2 separate regions of the Mus musculus genome follow, and region 2 is linked to region 1. Evidence: chromatin contacts called from public HiChIP or PLAC-seq data. All regions are on one chromosome and are shown on one strand. Each heading gives the region's core, a stretch centred on a gene start, on an enhancer-like site or on the middle of the called end of the contact. The rest is flanking DNA. Distances are from core to core; before and after follow the strand shown. Region 1 has its middle 59 kb from the start of Prdx6. Region 2 holds the start of Tnfsf4 (tumor necrosis factor (ligand) superfamily, member 4).

Region 1 (3,940 bases), core at 1,311-3,810:
GATGGGAGATAGTAGTCAATTGTCACTTTTTCATATGAGTATATAGCTGTAATTTTTGAAAAGACAATGCTACTGCCCCCAGTGCCCTGCACTGTTCTGGGAAATAATAAAAATGAACCGGCCAGCTCTCTGTGCTCCTGCTTCTCTCAGCCTGCCATCTCCCAGCCAGGGCTGGACCAGCAGGCTTCCTGCGCTCCTGCCGCCTGCAGTCCTCTCCAGCTATCCCCCACAGCATTGGATCGCTGTGTTCCCAGCTCTGGCTCGCTTTTCCCTCCCACTTATTCTAACCTTATGATAACATACTACCTGTGGCTGGTTAAAGCCACTCTGTTTCACATCTGCCTACATCTTGGCCTCTTCCCTCTCCCTTGAGATATTCCCTGTCTCTTCAACACTTTGTTCTGCCTCCTTTTCCTTGTCCAATCACAGGCTTCCGGCTGTACTAATGTAATTGGACAGGGAAAATCCTGTGACACTTCACCATCTCTGTGTAAATGAAGTTATAAGTCTTAGTTATAAGTCTGTTTCTGAGAGCCATCAGTAAGGAGCATTCCTCTGTAGTCTCTGCTTTGGTTCTTGCGTCCAGGTTCTTGCCTTGAGCTTCTGGGGTAACTTCCCTTGATGATGGGCTGTAAAGTATAAATTAATATAAACCCTTTACTCCCCCAAATTGGTTATAGTATTTTATCAACAGGAAACAGAAAAATGTCTAAGCAACAGGAAAATGACTAAGATGGTGTCTTGTGACTATATCCCCTGAAGTAGTGAGCCTGAGGCAAAAGGATTACTAAGGGTCAAGGCCAGCCTGGGCTACAGAGTGAAATTCAGACCAGCTTTGGCTACAAATCAAAAATCCTATCTCTAAAACAAAAGAAAACAGGGCTAGAGAATTGGCTTAGTAGTTAAGGGCACATGCTGCTCTCCTAGAAGACTGGAGTTCAGTCCCCAACACCCATATAATGGTTAACAACTGTCTGTAACTCCAGTTAGATTCCAGGGGATCCAATACCCTCTTCTGACCTCTGTGAGTGTATATACAGGCAAAAAGACTCATATACATAAAAAAAATTTTCATTTCATATCCCTAAATGTCAGTATTAAATTTTAATTAATAATTGACACTAATAACAAAGTTTTAATATACTATTGTGTGAGTTTTTTAAACTCTAATCTTCGTACTAACTTAACTATAGTCTCACACATTTTTCATTAATTCTTCTCTGGGGAGTATAAGAAGGAAGAGAACCTGCCCGACACACAAAGTAAAGAACTGAATGTAGCCATCACAGGCCCTAAGTACACAAATCAGGAAAGCCACTAAAGTGAAGGCAGCTGGGGAGGCCATTGTGGATACTTACCCAAAGAAGGGACGACTCCAGCAGAAACTACAGGGAAAACAAGTGTGGATGCACTCAGCCCACCCACTACACTCCCATCCGAGACTGTAACAGCCAGACTCCAGATTTCAAGGACCTGAAACAACACGCCATCTTTTTATTTCCCATTCTTCGTTTTTTTCTTCGTGTGTGTTTGTTTTTCCACTTCATGATCCTTTTTTTTTTTAACTTTCCCTAAAAGTTTGGTAGAATTTTTACTTTATTGTATTTAAAAACGTTTATATTTTATTTCTTATTCCCCTTCATACACATAGCATAGTCACTTAATTTTATCCCCACAATATTCTTCATTTAGAGTGCAACCTCTTATTCTCTTCTTTTAAGACTGCCTTTCTCCTTTATACTCTCTATACTTAACTATAATTGTATCTTGATCTTACAACTCATGATTTATATTTTACTTCTTATCTGGCATTTGTCTAATTTTGATCCCAGTCTTTTCTTGGCACTGGGGGGATTCTGTGTTTTCTTTTTTTAATTTTTTTCTGACCTCTTGATCTTTTCTATTCCCCACCATGTTGGGGTTTTGTTGTTGTTGTTGTTGTTGTTGTTGTTGTTGTTCCTTTTCTTTTTGTTCATTAAACCCGTTTTTCTTCCATTTTTCCTCTTTCCTTACCTTCTTTATCTCATTTATTATTTCCATACTTAGAGCAATTAATGTGCAGAACATAGCATGCTTTAATTTTGGCATTCTTTATTGCCCAGTGATAACTGCTGATTGTAGGTTTAAGTATTCCTAAATTTTTACTTTTTTTTTAAAGAACTATTTTATTTCTAACTATGTATCTGTGTGCATATGAGTATATGCACATGAATTTGAGTGCCCTAGGAATAGCAAGCTGTTGAATTCCCTAAAGCCAGAGCTACAGTCATGAGCCATGGAGCATGGTACTAAGAACCAAACTCGGGTCTTCTGTAAGAGCGGCATGAGTTCTTAACCGCTGAATTATCTCTCCAGAAGTACTTCAGTATTTGACTTTCTGATTCAATATGATTACAAGAAAGAACCAGGTTTTTGTGGTCAATCAATAACAAAACTGAACACCAGTATCAGATAACATCGAGAGGGAAGTGAAAAGGTGAGTAGCTTATATAAAACAGACCTTAGAAAGGAAATCATCCCAGCCAGGAGACTGAGTAAAAGTCCGATTCATTTCATGCACTGACTCTGACTTTCTGTGTCTTAGACACCACAACAGTAAAGCAGCAAATCATACCAGGGCACCACTGCAAACCACATCAAAACCCCAAACAGCAGTTTTGAATGTCAAAAACATTCACTTCCTTAAAAACAACTTTCTTATCTGGGTGTAGTATAAATCCACGTAGTAATTCCAGAACAGTGGAGGAAAGGCCAAAACTTGAGTTTCAGACCATCCTGGGCTACAAAGCAAGACACTGTCTGAAGAGAATACACACACACACACACACACACACAGATGCAGACAGACACTCACACAGATGCACACACATAGACACAGACACACATATATACCCAGACACATACATATACACACATGCACACATACAGACACAAATGTACACATGTACACACATACACATGCATACACTCAGGCACACATACACACAGACAGGCACACACATAGACACAGATGCAGAAATACACACAAACACATGCACGCACACACACATTTCTTTACTCATGTTTGAATGTAGTATTTCCTAGACATACATATACATGTATACAAACATGATGAAAATGTTCAAAATACAATCAAGAGATCAACTATAAAAATTCTCAGTTAGTAGGAAATGTATAAAAACTAAAGGTATAACTAAACTATTCAATAAAACAGATTTTTTTTTCAATTTAAGAGAAAAATGGATTTCAAAACACAAGGGGTATTTAGAACTCTGCAATACACATCACTGGAGAAGAACATCTCCATGATGTGTTATAGTTAAGATGTCAGAACAAGAAGCACAGGAGCAATATTAAAAGCTGTAAAGGGAGGCTATCGAGATGGCTCAGTAAGAGCATTGACTGCTCTTCCAAAGGTCCTGAGTTCAAATCCCATAATGAGATCTGATGCCCTCTTCTGGTATGTCAGATGACAGCTACAGTGTACTTATGTATAATAATAAATAAATCTTTGGGCTGGAGCGGGGGCTGACTGGAGCGAGCAGGGTTGACCTGAGCAAGCAGAGGTCCTAGAAATTCAATTCCCAACAACCACATGAAGGCTCACAACCATCCGTAGAGCTACAGTGCACTCACATACAGAAAATAAATAAATAAATCTCTTTTTAAAAAAAAAGCTGTAAAGGGGAAAAAATACCAATTCACCTACAACAACAAACAAATCATCAGACTTAGAAGACAAGAAAAGAGAGGAATAATGTATTTCAAACCTAGAAAGTAAATAACTACAAACAAGATTACTGTATCCAGAAAATCTTTTTAAGTTTTAATTTTTTAAATTTTTCATACAGTATGTTTTGATTATATTATGTCTCACAACTCCTCCCAAACTCCCTCCCTACCCACCCAACTTCATGATATATATCTCTCTCGGTGCTCT
Region 2 (3,983 bases), core at 1,127-3,626, 86 kb before region 1:
TCAATAAAATCTAACTCGGTCATTATTGTTGCTACGTAAACTTCAAAGGAAAATGTGACTGCCTGGTAGAGTTTAGAAGCTGGAACCTTGAATGTAGGAAATCAAGGCTAAAAAAGTAAAGCAAAGAAATAAGGAGAAAGGAAAGTAATGAGATTCTCTTCAAAATAGTTTCCCTACAAAAGAAAAACCTCGCTGGGTATAGGCCTTATAAGCATGGCAGTTCACTTCCCCTGACACCTCACTTCAACATATGTCTCCCAGGACAGGTCTCCTTGCATCAACCTCACCACCTGGTCCACCCCCAACCATAACGCCAAACATTCATGTTTTAAAGGTTACCAGTTCCTTTGTCAAAGAAAGTGTCTTCCTCCTTCTGGTCTTGTCTCTATCCATTCAATTTGACCAAGTTCCAGGGAAAAAATACATACTGCCTATTATCGACCCCCCTTAATACGTCAGATTAAATATACTCGTCCATTGCACTGCCCAGGTCTGAGAACAATGTAAAACTTTGACTTAGACAAGCTCCCAAATCTTCTCTATCAAGAGCAACCAGGTTGCTTATTTCATGAGGAATCAGTGTCCAATTCATATCTCCTGCTTTTGATTCCATTTCGAGCCAAGACCACAGAAAACAAATTCCCTCATAGACTGCTCTTACCTCAAAGACCTGAGTGCCTTTGGCTTTGGCTTTACTTCCCACATCTGCCGCAGTTTCTGGATGACTTGAAGAAAGGACCCGAATTCTTACCATGCCTGGGGGAGAATGTCCACGGAGGTCCCAGACACCAGCGGCTCACCCCGTGTTTCACTTTTTGCTCTCTCCTGCCCCTGCCTGATACTCTATGTGCCTTGTTACCCTAGACTGGGGTCTTAGGTCCTTCTCATCCCACCGAGTGAGGAAACACACGGCCCTGTGGTTGTTTGAAAAGTCTCAAGACTCCCAGACCTATCCAAGGCTCGCAGCTGGTCTATTTTTGGTTACTCTGTTTGCTTTCTTTAAAAAGCCTGATTCCGGTCTGTGTCTTAGACATCCTACCGTGAACAAATTACTCTACCCTAGCACCTTCTCCCCCAAAGTGCCTACAAAATTTCCATCCACCGCCCTACACAGAGAGCTATGTGGAGTGGAGAGAAGAGGACCGGGCTGCTGCTGCTCTAATTGGCCAAGCAGGCTTGAGCCCCACACCAGTTTGCCGGCCCAAGGGACAAGCACAGTACAAGGTTCAGCCCTCGAGAACACATACGCTCCCAACAGCTTCTAGTTATCAAAACCGCACTTCCTGTACACAGAGACATGCCCAGGCCTTTGCCCGGACTGCTCGTCGTATCCTGGTTTAATTTGACGTAGCTGTGTCTCTGATATGGCCATGAAAAAGACCTTCCATTCTGTCTGTCATCCACCATGGATTTGCTGACATAAAGCAACCACTATGGAAACAAGAATTATGAGGCCAGATCCAACATGGAATTCTGGGGAGACCTGCGGTTGAACACTTAAAGAACATACGAGCAAACAAAACTATGAGATTAAGTGATTGATGTAAACGGCTGAGCCAACAAATGTGCACACACATTGCTGCAGGTCGGTGATAGGAAAGGACTTAATCCTGAAACCTTCAAAAAAAAATTTAAGAACCAGATCCCCTTGAATATCTGCAGACTCATGAACGCGGTGGGAAGTAAAACGGGTCCGTTATTTGTCTTTCTTTTATACTGATTCCCCGATCAGACACATTACTACCAGGATGGATAGAGAAATATCAGTAGCCCAAAGCTTCAGGGTGACAGCTCATTAAGATACATCAGGGATTTTGCCTTGCAAAACAAACAAACAAAAACCATTAGAAGCAGGGCCCCTCTGCCCTTTACTCCACCCTAGCACTGCTACTGTTAAAATAGGAAGGAAAGGAGACACCAAAGGATATTTGACCACACTTTACAATCTCTTGGTGGCAGGGGCAGGGACTGAACAGTTTTACCATTAGATCCTTTACAGGTGACTGCAGCTGTTGCAGTTGGCGCTCAGCCAGAGCTGGAGGAAAAGCAGCGCCCACTGGTGCATCTTACCGGAGAGGAAGAGAGTTGCAGGCAGACATAGATGAAGCACAGAAGCATCCCTGCTCCCTTGATCCCAGAGACCACCAGCCTTAGCGTCTTCTTCCACTTGAATCTTGGCCTTGATCCGTTTTCCAGATTCTCATCCAGGGGTTGAACCCCTTCCCCTTCCATCTCTGCAGTCGGGGTGCAGAGGAGATACAGCTGTGGCGGGGAACCTGGGGGAAGACTGCTCTTCACCACAAAGGAGCCAATAAGGGCAAAGTCAAGCCTGCGGGTCAGAAGATAAAGGTCCCAGAACAGGAGACAAAAAGCAATTGAAGGAGCAGAGCAGAGTCTCTTCGTTTTAACTCTGCAGGTTTTGCAGGCGGGGGAACTTCTATGTGACTAATCTGAATTTCCCCTTTACTTTCTTTCTTTTTTTTTTTCCCTCCGGGCTAACAGGGAGTTGTTTTTGTGGCATCCCAGTTATGAATTGAGTGACTTCGAAATGACATTCACAAACGTGTGCTCTGAAGTTTTTTATTGCACCGGTAATGATAGATAAAGATCACCCTTTTTTTTTTTTTAAAGCAGCTTACTTACCAATCCCTCAAGATGTCTTAAACCATAGAAGAGATTTGAGGAACATGCTTGCCAGACATCCCTGCTTCTATTGTGCAATTAATCTCCTGGCCCATTTTACAGTTTCAGAATCAAATGCATGCAGGTTATCCTTGAGATGAAAAGGACAAAGAGGAAAATAGAAAGGTGGATTATGCATATAGACATAAAGAAGGGGTCTTATAGTTACATAATACATCACATTAAGCCACATAAACTAATATTTATTGAGCAACTGCTATGTGTCAGACACTGTGTTAAACGCTCTTGCAACTGTCATACTTTCTCATTTCAGGGAAATTCAGCAAATACATGATTAATTTTCAGAATATCAAAAAAGAAGCAGAAGAAAATTCTGTCATTCCCCACCCCACCCTCCGCCTTCACTCCCCTATATATTTTTCCCACACATAACTTTTGCATGAGTAATTCAAGTAACATTTGAGGCTTGTTGCTCTCTTTGAAATGTTGGCTGGACTCAGAGCCTGCTAAGTAAACATATCTTCCCAGGGTTGGAGAAACGACCCAGTGGTTAAGAGCAGGGCTGCTGCTCCAGAAGACGGGGGTTCAGTTCTCTCCCTCTACGTGGTGGCTCAAAACCATCGTAATTGTTCATTCTGGAAGACCTGATGCCTTTTTCCTAACCTCCGTAGGCACCAAGCATGCAAGTGGTGCACACACACAGGCATAAACCCCTTACATTAAAAACAAAACAAAACTTTAAAAATAGATTCTTCCAATAGCCAACTGCTCACCACTTAGCCGTTGTCACTGACATGCACAGTGAAACTAAATGAATGTGAAGTTTTAATGTCAAGTCCAAAATGGCAAAATGTTTATTGAATATGTACTATGAAGTCAATGCTATATAAGTAGCACAGGGATGCTGAACATAATTCTCTCTCAACTTTATGGGAAAGTCTCATGGTTTATCATGGAGCCGTCAACAGATAAAGAAGGAAGTGAGAGAAAAAAATATTCTGAGAGCCAGAAGTGTAAGAAGGTACATGAAACTCACAAATGTGCCACAATTAAAGAATATCACGGATATGAGGCATATTAAAAAGAACATCGAGTTGCAGGACAAGGAAGGTACTTTGCCACAGTAGTCAACTATTTAAACCAGTTGATGCCTACATTATAATAAGGAGGCGTTGCATTTGGAGACCATTGGGAGAGCTAAGGTATGGGTCTTCGAGTAAGAGTCGGACTCAGTTTCACATAGGCTACTCTGCAGCAATGATGTCCTCAGCAAAGCAGGGTGTGAAGAGAGCGGGAAGAAAAATCAGTGTAAACTTCCCACTTGCATAATATGTAACAGT

The links. HiChIP or PLAC-seq counts read pairs in DNA pulled down with a chosen protein or histone mark.
Region 2: a contact with region 1 is called in a BATF HiChIP or PLAC-seq map of CD8 T cells, with 31 read pairs. The contact joins the promoter of Tnfsf4 here to the enhancer-like site in region 1. A contact is called at or near these places in 1 of 15 datasets of contacts at CTCF or cohesin (CD8 T cells), 12 of 484 Hi-C or Micro-C datasets (the BV-2 cell line, CD4 T cells, the G1E-ER4 cell line and 9 more), 4 of 115 datasets of contacts at active chromatin or transcription factors (CD8 T cells, bone marrow-derived dendritic cells, bone marrow-derived macrophages and 1 more) and 1 of 9 other capture datasets (pancreatic islet).

What each region holds. Positions count from the first base shown.
Region 1 is chr1:161,308,106-161,312,045 of GRCm38.p6, reverse strand. No RefSeq gene overlaps it. Among named protein-coding and RNA genes, the nearest start is that of Prdx6, 59 kb to the right of the region's middle. Within about 2 kb of position 2,560, at least 27 of the 459 cell types and tissues checked have an H3K27ac peak or open chromatin away from gene starts, as enhancers often do. A contact at or near this core is called in CD8 T cells and memory CD8 T cells, where this site is marked.
Region 2 is chr1:161,393,831-161,397,813 of GRCm38.p6, reverse strand. Tnfsf4 (tumor necrosis factor (ligand) superfamily, member 4) reads right to left here and starts at 2,376. Exons shown (of 3, transcript NM_009452.2): 1 at 2,071-2,376. The coding sequence starts at 2,232.